2 separate regions of the Danio rerio genome follow, and region 1 is linked to region 2. A link is a contact called in public Hi-C data. All regions are on one chromosome and are shown on one strand. Each heading gives the region's core, a stretch centred on a gene start, on an enhancer-like site or on the middle of the called end of the contact. The rest is flanking DNA. Distances are from core to core; before and after follow the strand shown.

Region 1 (7,273 bases), core at 1,188-3,687, 94 kb before region 2:
TTATTGTGAGTAGTTGCTGAAAGCAAATAAAAAAAAAAGAATCAACTCATGTCAGATCCACAAAATAGTCACCATAAATATTCACCGAGACATCACCTTCAGTAAGTTATAATGACATATTCACAACTCGAAAAAGATTTTATCAAATTAGTTGTTTGTAAATCGATCAAATGTATGTGTTGCCAAATGGCAACACTGCAGTAGTGGAATGTGCAATATTGCAATGAGTTAGCTAGCTAGCAAGGTCAGCTGTGATCTTTTAACTTGTAACAATAACAACATGGATGCTAGTAATATAATTTTGAGTCATATGTTAATGGCATTTGAATTATGGATCAAATTAACTTTTTAATACATACAGAGAACAGTGTATTACAGAGGACCATCATGTTCTATGCTAAGTGAAGGAAGAAAAGGTGATAAAAGGGATGAATGTGAAGATGAGATGGGTTTTAGTGACAATGAGAATTATGCAGATTGGACTTTTGATAAGAGCAAGGATGGTCACATTTCAGGAAAGTTAGCTCAGGGGCAGATTAGACAGGCGTAGTATAGTGTATATAGTATAATATATAAACATTGTTAGCTAGTAGCTACATTATTCTGATGCATTTGGATATACTAGACTTGTTATTTATTTGTTATAATATTTAATAAAGGTAATACTATATGTTGTATACATGATCATACAATATTATGTTTGTTTTCAATAATATTCAGCAAAAAAAGAATGGGATAAATGAAAGCTGTTGGAATAACAGTTGTTGGAAAGTATGTATAAGGTGTCAAGTTCTGTGTTAAAGCTTATAATACTGCAACACCAGTTAGATTAAATTAAATCATTTCAAACAAAACAAACAAACAAAAAAAATAAGTAAAGTTCTAAATTTAAAATGTCTAAGTTAGATCTACTGTTGAATCTTGTCACATGGCAACATATCATATAATACCTTAAAAAAGAGAATTCCCCCAGTTTTTTTTTCAACACTTCAAGTCAAGCCATTCTAAGAAAAGAAAAAGTCCATTATTTTATATAGATCTATCATAATGTGTGCAATAGAGGGTTCAAATCAATGAAATGTTGTACTGTAGATCTTAAATCATTTTAAACAGGTCTTAATTTTCCTACAACCATACAAAGTTACTCAGTCGAGCCAACACCTATCAAACTACCAGCAATCCATTTATTTATTACTCTATTTACCAATGTGGTTTGATTATCATCCTTGCAACAAGTTTGTTTTAACATTCTATGTGTATTTCTAGAGCAGGCACTGGCCTGGACAGACTGTTTAGATAATAATAGTTTTTAAAGAGTTTTTTTTTTTTTTTTGTAAGGAAAGTTATGTTAAAATAACATGCATGCACACATTTAGGGTTTACTTGTTTTGATGCTTTTTAAAAAAAATATGTAGCTAAGAAATGACTAATTCATTTTTTGTTTGTTTTCATGAAGCAAAAATCTTTTGCTGGCCATAAGAAAAGAAAGTCCTGTACAAGTCTGAAATTTCGTTCATAATGATCATTAAAACGTTTAAATTTGACTTTGTAAAACCTGCTGAAATATTACTTGTTCAAACATTGATCTGGTTCTTCTATTAAACACAAAAAGAAGATATTTTGAAGAATGTTGGAAACCTAATTGTTTTTCCTTGTATGGAAGACAATGACTACAGGTTTTCAGCATTCTTCAAATGATCTTCTTTTGTGTTCGACAAAAGAAAGAAACTCAAAGATTTAAAACTACCTGAAAGAGAGTAAATAGTGAGTACATTTTTATTTTAGATTGAATTTATTTTGGATGAATCTCTTTAGGAAGCAACACCGCATACAAAACAGACAGAGAATGTGGAAAAAGAATTTGTATAATTTTTAAAATCTAATTAAATTTGATCTAAATGCAACTTCACTCCTGTTTAATTAATTGAAAACTAAGACGAAAAAGAATCTGTCAGTGGAATTTTTCTATATCTTATTGTTTCTCAAGTCATTTTATCTTATGCAACCGTTTATATATTTTTTCTGGAAAACAAGCCTGTTAAAAACTCAAAGTCAGTGAGGTTTACCCCGATCTGGCGTACAATTTCAATTCATTTATTGTTTCTGATGCAGATGCTTTCACAGTCTAGTGGTTTCACAGTCCGACGTGTCCCTGGCCTGAGGGGAAATAAAGTTCTCTTTCAATCAGATCTGGCTTTCAAGTCATCCAAAACTTCTGGCGTCCCCATACAAACAAGCAGATAAGAAATATTCCTGGCCTCGTTGATTCTCAAGAGGACGCGAGCTGAAGATATGAGGGAATGCGAAGGATTTTGCCTTGTAAATCACAGTTTTAGGCAAGTTGGCATTGTTATCTGCTGTGTGTGTATGTGGTGGTGATGGGCATTCCTGATCTCATTGTTTAGCCTGACCTCTTCTCTGTACACACAGGCGGACTTGACAAACACAGGACATTCGTCTCTGTCTCCAAGTGTTGACTTGCTCTGTGAGAGAGGGCAGGTACACATGTTTTAGGTGTAAGAATGTGTTTACCCACAGCCCCCTTTAGAGCTTGCTAATGGATTGTTATTCCAGATGGTATGATGAGCTTCTGTTTCTTTTGACGCTTCTATTGTCGTGCAAGTGTTTTAGACTAACAGACCTGGCATTCATTGACAACTAGAGCTGCAGTCTGGTAATGAAAAGAATAAATAATTAATTTCTTTATTGATTTTTAAACTCTGTGTGTCTTATGCAAATAGAAAGTCTGTCAATGTTGTCGCTTAAAAGTTTTGTGGTTTCAAAAAAGGCATCTTCGAAAAACAGAGTTAAGGATCAGAATTGGAATTAAGTAAATTTGTATTGTTTGGGAGAAAGATTTCAATGACATTATTAAGTGTTAAGATGAGCTTTGGTTTGATTAGACGATGGAGACACATTCCCATTTACACCGGTGCCTCATGTATCAACGCTGCATACGCACAGAAACTTTGAGTACGCCAGATTTCACGCTCCCGTTTGGATTTACTAACGATGAAATTAACGTGAGAATGTGCGTTGGTCCACACCAACTTCATGTCTGGTGTATGTGTATTTGTTGTGCTTGTTTTTTTTCCATTGACTCAGTAAAGTGTTGCCCACAATTAAGGCAACTCTCTTTTCAAAGGATGTTAGTTAAGCATCCCCTGTTCCCCTGCATGTTCTGTACACACTTTGACGGTGCGCCGCTGTTCTCCTCTTAACCTACACCTTTACATCGGACCATTTCTTTTTTTTAATTCGTTCACAGTGCAATGTTCAGACCCCACTGCATTAATCGCTTCAGCTAAACTCTCCCACTCTATTTTTTCTTTTGTTATTAATTCCAGAAGACAAATTTGCCAAAAAAAAAAAAAAACAGTTTCTCTCCGGTCTACCTCCGATATGAGCACTGCCAATCCGCATTCTGTGAAGTTTCTCTTATGGCTTGTTTTTGCCATTACTTTTTCGTTTGGTTTTGCCAAAGTGGAGTCATTACCATTTTCATATGGGGAGGAGGCTGGGAGGGGTTTTGCACTCGTGCATATGCACTCAGTTTTAAGTTAATTCAGATGTACAAAGAGAATATGCGTGGGATTCCACGTACGCAGTGTTTCATACATCTGAATTTTTTACTGCGTACGCACATTTACAGATTTGTCTGTATGCAATGTTTTAGTATGAATTCAACACAATTTTGTACATGAGGCCCCTGGTGTTTTAGGGTTTGCTTTCCATTATATTTCTTCAAGCATAGCGTTTAATGCATATATGGGATTTTTCAGATTTATTTATTTTTTCATTCAATATTACAATATACACTACCAGATAAACGTCTTGTCTCATTTCAACAAACACCTCTAGATTACCCTTATTTTAATAAAATAAAATATGATCATGCCTTTATTTTAACTAATTAGGACTGTAAGGTCTGTCTTTGCTTAGAAAAAGTCTTATCACTTAACAGAAATAATGTACAGTATAGAAAATAAAGTCATGTTGCAGTGGAAAAACAATCAGTATTGTTTGTGACCCCCATGAGCTTCTGTCCAGGTGTAAACATGGCCTCTGTTAATTTCATATTTACAAATGAGTGGGGTATTTTTCATGGCAATAACTTGTAGTGTAGGTATCTGTGCAATAATATATTGTAAAAATTTAAACAAGTATTTATTTTACAATTATTTTTATCATTTAAGTCAACTGAAACCAGCACTTAACACAATTAATGTTGTTTTTAACTTTTTTTTTTTTTTACGAGAAAAGCATTTATTCTTAAATACATGGAAAAAAACTGTACAAATACTGTATGAAAACAGATGTTGTAAAATATGACTATAGTTTATTAATATATTTATAAAATAAATAAATAAAATAAATAATATTTATTAGTTGATTTAAAATAACTGTTTTATATTTTGATGTAATTTATAAATTTTAATTGTATAAATTGGCATATAAACACTTAACTGCAGAATCACTATACTGACCAATGTAAACATGTACTCAGACATAAATGGCTGCCTCCTCTTTGCCTACTGATGTAATTGTTTAATATTTAGGGGCATGTAGTTAAAGTGAATTAGTCAGAATGATTTAAAGGAATAGTTAACCCAGAACTGAAAATATACTCGCTATTTACTCACCCTCAAATGGTTCGGTTAAGAAAACAGATAACCATTGACATCCATAGAAAAAGCTAATTCTATGGAAGTCAATGGTTACGAGTTTCTACAAAATATTTTCAACAGATGAAAGGAAGTCAAACGGGTTTGGAACAAGTGAAGGTAAATAAATGACATTCCTTTAAATGTTCCTGCATGAAATCGCAAGTTTGGTTTGAAAGTAAATGTTTGTTAAAGGCACAATGTTTCTTACCAGTCCTCATTATAACACAATCCTAGAGTGTAGTTTTGTCACTGTTAAAGCAGAAACAAAACCTCTGTTGCCTCCTTTCACATTTATATGCAATTTATTTTGACACATTAGGTGAAAAGATTAGAAAAAAGCCACAACATACATCCGTACCTAAACTCTGCCTTCAAAGAAGTCAGGAAAGTGGATCCACAAGAGGTGGATTATTACATCAGGAGTAGATAGGAATGTGTTTCACTCATCTACTTGTGATCCAGTCGACAAAAATGCATCTTAATACCAGATGTCCTTACGTTTTATAGCAAAAATGATCAGAGGATTGGATGTGTACGACTGTGAAATGAATCAACCTGTAAACGGGGTGTAAAATCCCCATTCACTTTTCCGCTGACTCAAGCATTCACATCCGGATCAGGGACAGCTGCGAGGCCGCGAGCGCCACCATAGAACCATGAATGATTGGGGCTGGAAGGAGCCGCTGTTCTCCAGAGAGGGCCTCGTAAGGGGCGAGGAGCCTTTCGGCATGTCAGCCACACTGGTGCTTTTACTTATCTCCTCCCTTCAGATGAAAAGGAAGTGAGGAGGAACTGGCTTTGCAAAAAAGGGAAACGGTCCCCACATCTGGAAGCTCTTTTGGTCCCTTTTGCTGCCTCTCTCGCTCCAGATCCTCCAGCTCCGGGTCTGGAAGAAGTTAGCGGGGGTGTGTGTTGTGAAACTAGCTGTTGAAAAGGTACCCCAGAAAGATTTACTTTTGGAGGCTCGTGCTCTGCTCGCCCTCCCCCATTACTCCTTGGCCCTTGCCGGGCCAATGTTGGGCAGCTTGAACTTCCGTTAATGGCTATTGATTTCAGATGCTCTTTTTTTTCATAGAGCTGTTCACCTGAGCTGATCAGTTCTCTTCAGCTGTTCATTAGAAACTCCACCGGTTGCATAGTTCGGAGGGCTGCACTGTAAAAAAGCTGGGCTCCACACAACTCCTTCAAGGTGTCGCAACAACACAAATCAATTAAATTAACTTAATATTTTTTACAAACTTAAGTGGATTGAACACAAACCAGTTAAGCCATCCCCACAAAACTCAATTCTGTTGATTCATTTTAAAGAAGCAGTTTGAAAAAGCTGAACAAATCATTTCTTAAGTGTGTAAGACTTAAAGGAATTTGTTTGCCTTAAAAAGAAAATAATTTTCTCACTCTTCAGTATTTCCAAATCTTTTTGGCTTTCTTTGTTCCGTTAAACACAAAAGAAGATATTTTAAAGAATTTTGGAAAGCAGCAGCCATTTACATCCATAATATTTTGGTTGAAACTATGGATTTTATTGCTGCTGGTAAGTAAATGATAATTTTCTCTTTAATGCCTGCAGCTTAACTTCAGTCTTCCTGATTGCAATGAGATTTATTCTGAGGATTCTTTGAGTGTGATTCAGCTTCTTATTGAAGTTGGTGTTGGACAAGTACTAGGGCTGTAGGAAAATTTGGAAAATCTATCTTTTTTTTCTTTCTTTCTAAAAGATATTGCGATTCTAGTCAAGATTCAGCTCAATAATATTTATTGTAGCTTCTTACTGCAGTGAGTGTTAGTTCAAAACAGAAACTGAAAGTATATTAACTTACTCCAACATTTACTTTGAGTGTCATTGGCAATACTATCAGTTGACTTTTTTGCAAGACACTCTTCATATAGCCGCGTGTGGTGCTTTTTTTTTTTTTAGGTGCTGGTTGTTGTATTTCCTCATGCTGTGGCAACAGTTCTGCGACAGCTCTTACAAATGACCTGTTTTTGTTTGATGTCTGTGACTTTAAAACCAAAATACTTCCATAATACAGATGTTCTGTTTTTCTTTTATATTAATTTGTCCATTACTGCTTCTTTTTATTCTTTCTATTCTATTTATTTTCTCTCTTGTTCCACTTAGTCCCGTTGCGCAATTCTGTTTGGGCAGAGTGAATGTGCCCTCATTTAATTGGCTAGTAAGACTGTCACACACAGACGGCAGTCACGCATGTGCTCTGAAATGAAATAATACAAACATCTTTCATATCGCAGCCTCTTGCAATTAGCTAATCGCAACATTGCAAACTGTGATTTGATTTCAAATAATCGCACAGCCATAAAACATTAAATGTATTTTAAGACATTTTGTTAATACAAATTTTTTGTTATTTAATATCTTTTTTTACATTTTTTTTTTTAGAAGTATTTAAAGAGTCAACACTGCTAAATTGTTACAAATTCATAAAAACACACAACTGTTTTAAGTGGTCTCATCAATGGTATATTTGTTTATTTGAACTTAAATATATAAAACTGTCAAATATTGTGAAATGTTATTTAAAAACTAAACTTTTAAATACATTCAGTCATTCATTTTCTTTTCGGCTTAGTCCCTTTATTAATCC
Region 2 (6,468 bases), core at 3,278-5,777:
AGTCACACGTTGCCGAGTCTTGTTTTAGTTTGAACATTATGAAGTGGTTTCCTGGTTTGCTTTCCTGTGTATTGATTCTTGTCTTATTCCTCGTTTTGATTCATTGCCATCTGACCTCTCACCTGTAAACTGACTCTGTCTTTTGGATTTGCCTTATTGTTTTGCTCCTATTTCTGACCTCTGCCTGTACGACCTCGGTTATTAAGCTGCATTTGGATCCGTAAGTCTGTTCTCAGTAGCATCTGCTGCGTTACAAATAATAATATAACAGCAATAATAATTGTATTAATAATAACAGAAAATATATACATTTTTCAAGATAGTAAAGGTCGTTTTAGACATATCATTTACATTTAAGACATATGTGACATTACAAATAACGTTGTTCAACTTCACTCTCTGTTCTTTAGCGACAACTCCAATGTAGCATCGTAGAATTTCAGCCAATCATATCTAATCAATTATACTCAATATAAAAAACTTACAGATGCCACAAATCTAATACCTTTAGAAAATAAGTCCATTCACATTAATATATAATCATATGCAAACTAACTAAACCTGTTACAATTTAATAATAGTCATAGAAACAGTCAGTGGCCTGTGATTCTAGTTAAATGCTGTAATAGTAAAAACTTAAGTCTTAACTTTTTAGCTATTGTAAAGTAGGTGAATATTAAACACATTACCATATCCCCTCTTTCAGGATAAAAATGAGAGAAAGCATGAAAAGAAAATTTTGTTGTGTGTTTTTTTTTTTTTTAGAAGCAAGGGAATAACTTGCAATACAACCAACATGTAATTCAACATTTTGGAAACAGACAATTAACCAAATAAACTCTACACACAGAAAAACAAACATCTTTTTTTGTACAACAGACATTTATTTACATTCTTTTACATCTCCTCATTCTCCACCATCAGAATAAAAGGTGACAGTCTTTCCTGCTCTTAAAGCTGCCTCTGCATTGGAGCAGGTCTGGTGTGGGGCCATTGATGACTTCTGTCACTTTTGTGGGGATCTGGATTCCTCCACTTCTTTTCTGCATTCTCTTTCTTATTCTCTGTCTTTTCCTTCTTCACTTCGTTTAATTTGCCCCAACCAGCAGAATAAAAGCTTGTCGTCTTTCCTGCTCTGCCTTGTAGTCTTCCCTGCTGCCTCCAAACTGGAGCAGGTCTGGTTTGGGGTTTTTGGTGATTTCGGTCACTTCCTTTGTGGGTATCTGGATTCTCTTTCTTTTTCTCTGTCTTTTCAACCTCCTCCTCTGTGGAATTTTTCCTTCGCCGCCTCCTCCTCCTCTTTTTTACTTTCTCTTTATTCTCCTCCTCCTCCTCCTTCTTCTCCTCCTCCTTTTTCTCCTCCTCCTTTTTCTCCTCATCTTTTATCTTGTGATTTCTCCGTCTCCTCCTCCTCCTCTTCTTTACCGTCTCTATGTTATCCTCCTCCTCCTTTTCATCATCCTTTACTTTCTTTTCCTCCATCTTCACCTCCTCCTCCATTTTCACTATTAAAGTCTTTGTGCTGAATACCCTTCTGTTTACTGTTTTCTTTTGGCTCTCCTCCTCCTCTTCCAGCCTCATCTTTTCATTCTCCTCCTTAATTTTCAGACTTATAAACTTTGCCACTGTTATCTGTCTACTGATCTTTTCCTTGAGTCTCTTCTCCTCCTCCTTTTGTTTGTTTTGCAACTTTTTTAACTTGCTTATTTTTAAGACCACGTATGTGCTTTTGCCCAGTTCAGGGATGTGGGGAACAGTAGCGATGGATTTCGACTTCCACGTAGTCCACTCGATCTCCTCCCGCTGCTCATCGTCCACCATTGTCCACCCATCATCAGTCTTATCCTTTATCTTTTCTTCCTCCGTCAACATGCTTCTGATCTGTTTCCCATGTCTGTTTTTGTTCTCCTCCTTTATCTCCTCCTCTTTCTTCATATTCTCCTTCCTTTCCATCCTCTCCTCTTTAGTCATTTCCTCTTCCCTCTCTATTACCTCCACCTCTTCCATCATCTCCTCCACCTCTTCTATCACCTCCTCCTTCTTTTTTATCTGTTCCTCCTCCACCATCTCCTCCTCCTCCTCTTTCACCATTATCTTCTGCTCAGAGATGTCGTTCTCATCATCTGTTGAAAGAGAAATGTACACATTGTACAGTCATTTTCAAGGAGACATTAAACTCCAGATAAGTGGAAGAAAAAATACAGTTTGTATATAATATTATAGTCTTAAAAGGATATAGATGCAAAAACAATCATTTACCATTAGAGCAGAGTTCTGAGCTGAGAGTACTGAGCTGCTCTTTCCTTGCAGTGAAACAAAAAATCCTGCCGACAGCTCTGAAGAAAGAGGCAATCCTGCTCTTTTTCTTCTTCTTTTTCTGCTTCTTCACCTTCTCCCCATCTGTTATAAGAGAAAAGATTGCACATCTCATATATATCTATTATGAACATTCACCAAAATGCAAGACTAATAAAAGCTTAGTTTTACTAAGGGATTGGAGAGTAAAATTGTATCAGAAAAGTTGAAAATGTGAAATGACATTAATTTACAGGATTGTTTTATTAGGATGCACTTTAATGCAGAAATAGCCCAGTAATATTAATGTGAATATTCACCATTTAATATATTATTAGTAAATATAGTAATATTTAATTTTCACTAATTCAGCTGTTTCTGCTGTGTTAACCATGTACCACAGTGATTAGCCCACTGATGAAATAATAGCTGTGTCTCATTTCAGAGGCTGCATTCAAAGTGTGCTGTGTCATCGTGTTGTGAAGAAGACAGTCTCATTGCAAACAAATTCAAAGGCTCATTCAAAAGCATCCTCCAAATGCGTCCTTTGTTTCCCAGGTATTAAAGAACACAACCTGTGTTCACAATATTCATTGCGTGCTGATAATGGCAGGACATGTATAATAGAAATCTCCAGATTAAATGTATGAATTAGGTTTATTTTACTTGGATATCTAAACGCATGTTAAAAAAACAAATAGAGTAGGAAATGTCTTACTAAAAAGTGATTATATAGACGGTTTACATTTTTATGTGTACATGTGTGGATCAAAGGAAATCTATTTCTAGCTTTTGGAGACCTTGTTTTGCCCTCAGATCGCTTAAAATAAGTTTTAAAATCACTTTGATAAAAGTCATTAAAAATGTTATTATTGCTTATTAACGGTTGCCTGTTGTCGAGATTTGTCCTCTGTAGGCTAAATAGTGTCATTTCTAAACACTTGATTTGGCCAATATCATAAATAAGAACTAATAATGCCAGTAGTTATTATAAACAAATAATTATCACATTTGCATCCTGCTATAGCCTCTTCAGGAAAACAGCAATTCAACCAGCTGTCTATTATACTGTACAAACATTTACACATTTAAATATTTACCCTCTGCCAACATTATTTTTTAATAGTAAGTTATGTTGGGAAAACCCTAAATATTTATATCACAATGTAAATATGACTCACTACTAGTGCTGTTTATAGGTGTTTCAAGCTGCACTTTTTTCTGGCTCTGGGAGTTCTCGCAGGCTTCAGGGAAGGAGATCTTCTCAAGTTCTACTCTCACTCCGTCTTCCTCCATTTCAGCAACCGTTGTTGCAGGTTTGAGACCCAGTGTTGAAGATGTAGTATCTCTATCACACTGGTCGGCCATTAAATCAATTGGTAGAAGGTTTCGGGTTTTCACCTTGAACCACTCAGATGTTCGGGGTTTGCACTCGCTGGACAGCTGGAATACTGTGAGGATTTCGGTCTTGCACCGTGAATCACTCATTGAACAGAGATGTTTTATAGCTAAGACAGCGATAAAACACTGGAAAACAAAAGTATTCAAAAACACTGCAAAGCCAAAAGACACAACCCGTTCACTGTCACTTCAACAAACCAACAAGAGTTTCTTTAGGATGCCAGAATTCTTGTACACTTTGCAACATTCCATTCTTATAGAACATGTTCTATCATCACTATGGTAACGAGGCATACACTAAAATGTTTTCTTTTAAAGTCAAATGACTGGGGAAATGTGCAAATGACATGAAAACTAATAAAATTCACTAAATAAATTGATTCAAGGCACAAAAGCAATTGATTAATTAATTAGCAATTGATATAACTGTAGACAAAGAAGCACAACAAATGAAACATGAGGTTTTTTTTGTGAAACTCAAACTGCAAAACGGACATATATTGACTGAAATAATTTATAATAAATGAATTTAAAATATTTTTCTTTAATGTGATCAATCCAGCAAAACATACTGCAAATATGCATGCCATTCCCATAAGAAAAAAATACTATAGTCATTTGTGTTTTCCAACACTAAACCACAAAGTCACGTTTGGAGTGCAACAACAATGCTCAGAAAAACAAAAATAAAAGGTAAGGGATTATCTTTGAACAGATGATATATATTTTTATAAAAATCAAGATTTACAATAATATTATTATTATACTAATATAATAGAGTTTTGAATTAATATAATTCAGAATCAAGCTGTAAGGTGCAGAGCAAGTGTGTACAAAGTGTGTACATAATACAGACAACTTTTAGGCAATTCAAAACGTGAATCAAAACAGTTCAGCTTAATTTATAAAAGTATAGCCATTATCTTATATTATATTATATTATATTATATTATATTAATTATATTATATTATATTATATTATATTATACTATATTATATTATAATATATTATATTATAATATATTATAGGTGAATTTGATAAACTAAATTGGTCATGGTGTATGTGTGTAAATGAGTGTGTATGGATGTTTCCCAGTACTGGGTTGTAGCTGAAAGGCCGCTATCTAAAACATATGCTTAATAAGTTGGCGGTTCATTCAGCTGTGGCAACCCCAGATAAATAAAGAGACTAAGCCGGAAGGAAAATGAAAGAATGAATAATATAATATAATATAATATAATATAATATAATATAATATAATATAATATAATATAATATAATATAATATAATATAATATAATATAATATAATAATGCCCATTATGATGATAACATCAAATAGATGATAATAATAATAACAATAACAACTATTATTAGAGGTAAAGGTGTAGTAAGTGTCCAAAAACTATTGGAGACCACTAACAAAAACAACATGCACTGAATGTTCTGGAGTGATGATGTGTCCACAGTGATGAGCATTGACACATTAGAGTCAGAAACGCTCCAGCGCTTCCAGAAGGCCAGGATTCGGGTCTGAGGGCCACTTGATAAGACGAGAGGGAAACGTGACAGGAAATGGGATTTGTTCAGGTTCAGCGATCCACTTAAAGCTTGCTAGAGGAGAGCACTCACTAGTGTCCCATTAATTGAGCATAATTAGCAGGAAAAGCGAGTGACTGATGTGTGATATGAAATGGGTTCACGTTGAGGTGACACGCTTGTTCTTGTTTGAAATGTTTCGAAACGACCTTACAGGCCTACAGTAATTGTCAAACCTTTCAAGGTTTGCTGATTTCGCATAATATGTAAAAATCATCGTGTCTTCATCTGGAAAAATCTATTCCACACAGAAGGAAGCTCAGTTTTCAGTCATGAGGTTTTCCGCTTTAGTTGCTGACGCTTTGATCCACTGTGATTCATGAAGAAAATAAATAACATTTTAAGATTTAATGACAGGATTTTTTTAAATGCACGCTTTTAATTCTCTTGCAAAGAGGAGAGATGGTTGGCGGATTATTTTTAGTAATTCTATGAACATCAGTGGCAGATTCCTATGTATATACTGGCAACATTGTGGCACAGGTAGTGCTGTCGCCTCACTGCAAGAAGTTCGCTGGTTTGAGCCTTGGCTGGGTCAGTTGGCGTTTCTGTGTGGAGTTTGCATGTTCTCCCGCGTTCCCGTGGATTTCCTCCAGGTGCTCCGGTTTCCCCCACAGTCCAAAGACATGCAGTACAGGTGAATTGGGTAAGCTAAATTGTCCGTAGTGTATGGGTGTGAATGAGAGTGTATGGGTGTTTCCCAGAGATGGATTGCAACTTGAAGGGTTTATGGCATCATGGCAAAATAAATTTGTTGTTAAAACTATTATAATTTAAATGAGATGAAAAATCTTCTCTCCACTAAACAGCACTTGAAAATATTTTTTATATAATTAAAATTTTACAGGAGCACTAATAATTTTATCTTCAACTATATACACTGACCGGCCACTTTATTAGGTACACCTTACGAGTACCGGGTTGGACGCCCTTTTGCCTTCAGATTTGCCTTAATCCTTTGTGGCATAGATTCAACAAGGTACTGGAAATATTCCTCAGAGATTTTGGTCCATATTGACATGATAGCATGATGCAGTTGCTGCATATTTGACGGCTGCACATCCATGATGTGAATCTTCCGTTCCACCACATTCCAAATGGTGATCTATTGGAGTTCAGGTGACGGTGGAGGCCATTTGAGTACAGTGAAGTCATTGTTCAAGAAACCAGTCT

The links. A called contact is a pair of places that touch in the nucleus more often than the background predicts.
Region 1: a contact with region 2 is called in a Hi-C map of hematopoietic stem cells, with 2.6 times the contacts expected there. The contact joins the enhancer-like site here to the promoter of LOC141378541 in region 2. A contact is called at or near these places in 6 of 18 Hi-C or Micro-C datasets (caudal fin, embryo, hematopoietic stem cells and 1 more) and 1 of 4 datasets of contacts at active chromatin or transcription factors (caudal fin).

Annotation. Positions count from the first base shown.
Region 1 is chr17:19,105,879-19,113,151 of GRCz12tu, forward strand. All of the region lies in intron 9 of sptlc2a (serine palmitoyltransferase, long chain base subunit 2a), which reads left to right. Among named protein-coding and RNA genes, the nearest start is that of ism2a, 22 kb to the right of the region's middle. Within about 2 kb of position 2,438, at least 10 of the 62 cell types and tissues checked have an H3K27ac peak or open chromatin away from gene starts, as enhancers often do.
Region 2 is chr17:19,197,434-19,203,901 of GRCz12tu, forward strand. It overlaps LOC141378541, which reads right to left and starts at 4,528. Exons shown (of 3, transcript XM_073928371.1): 1 at 3,477-4,528; 2 at 2,260-2,400; 3 at 65-2,123. The coding sequence starts at 3,783. The coding sequence ends at 952. It also overlaps a transcript of ccdc85ca not described here.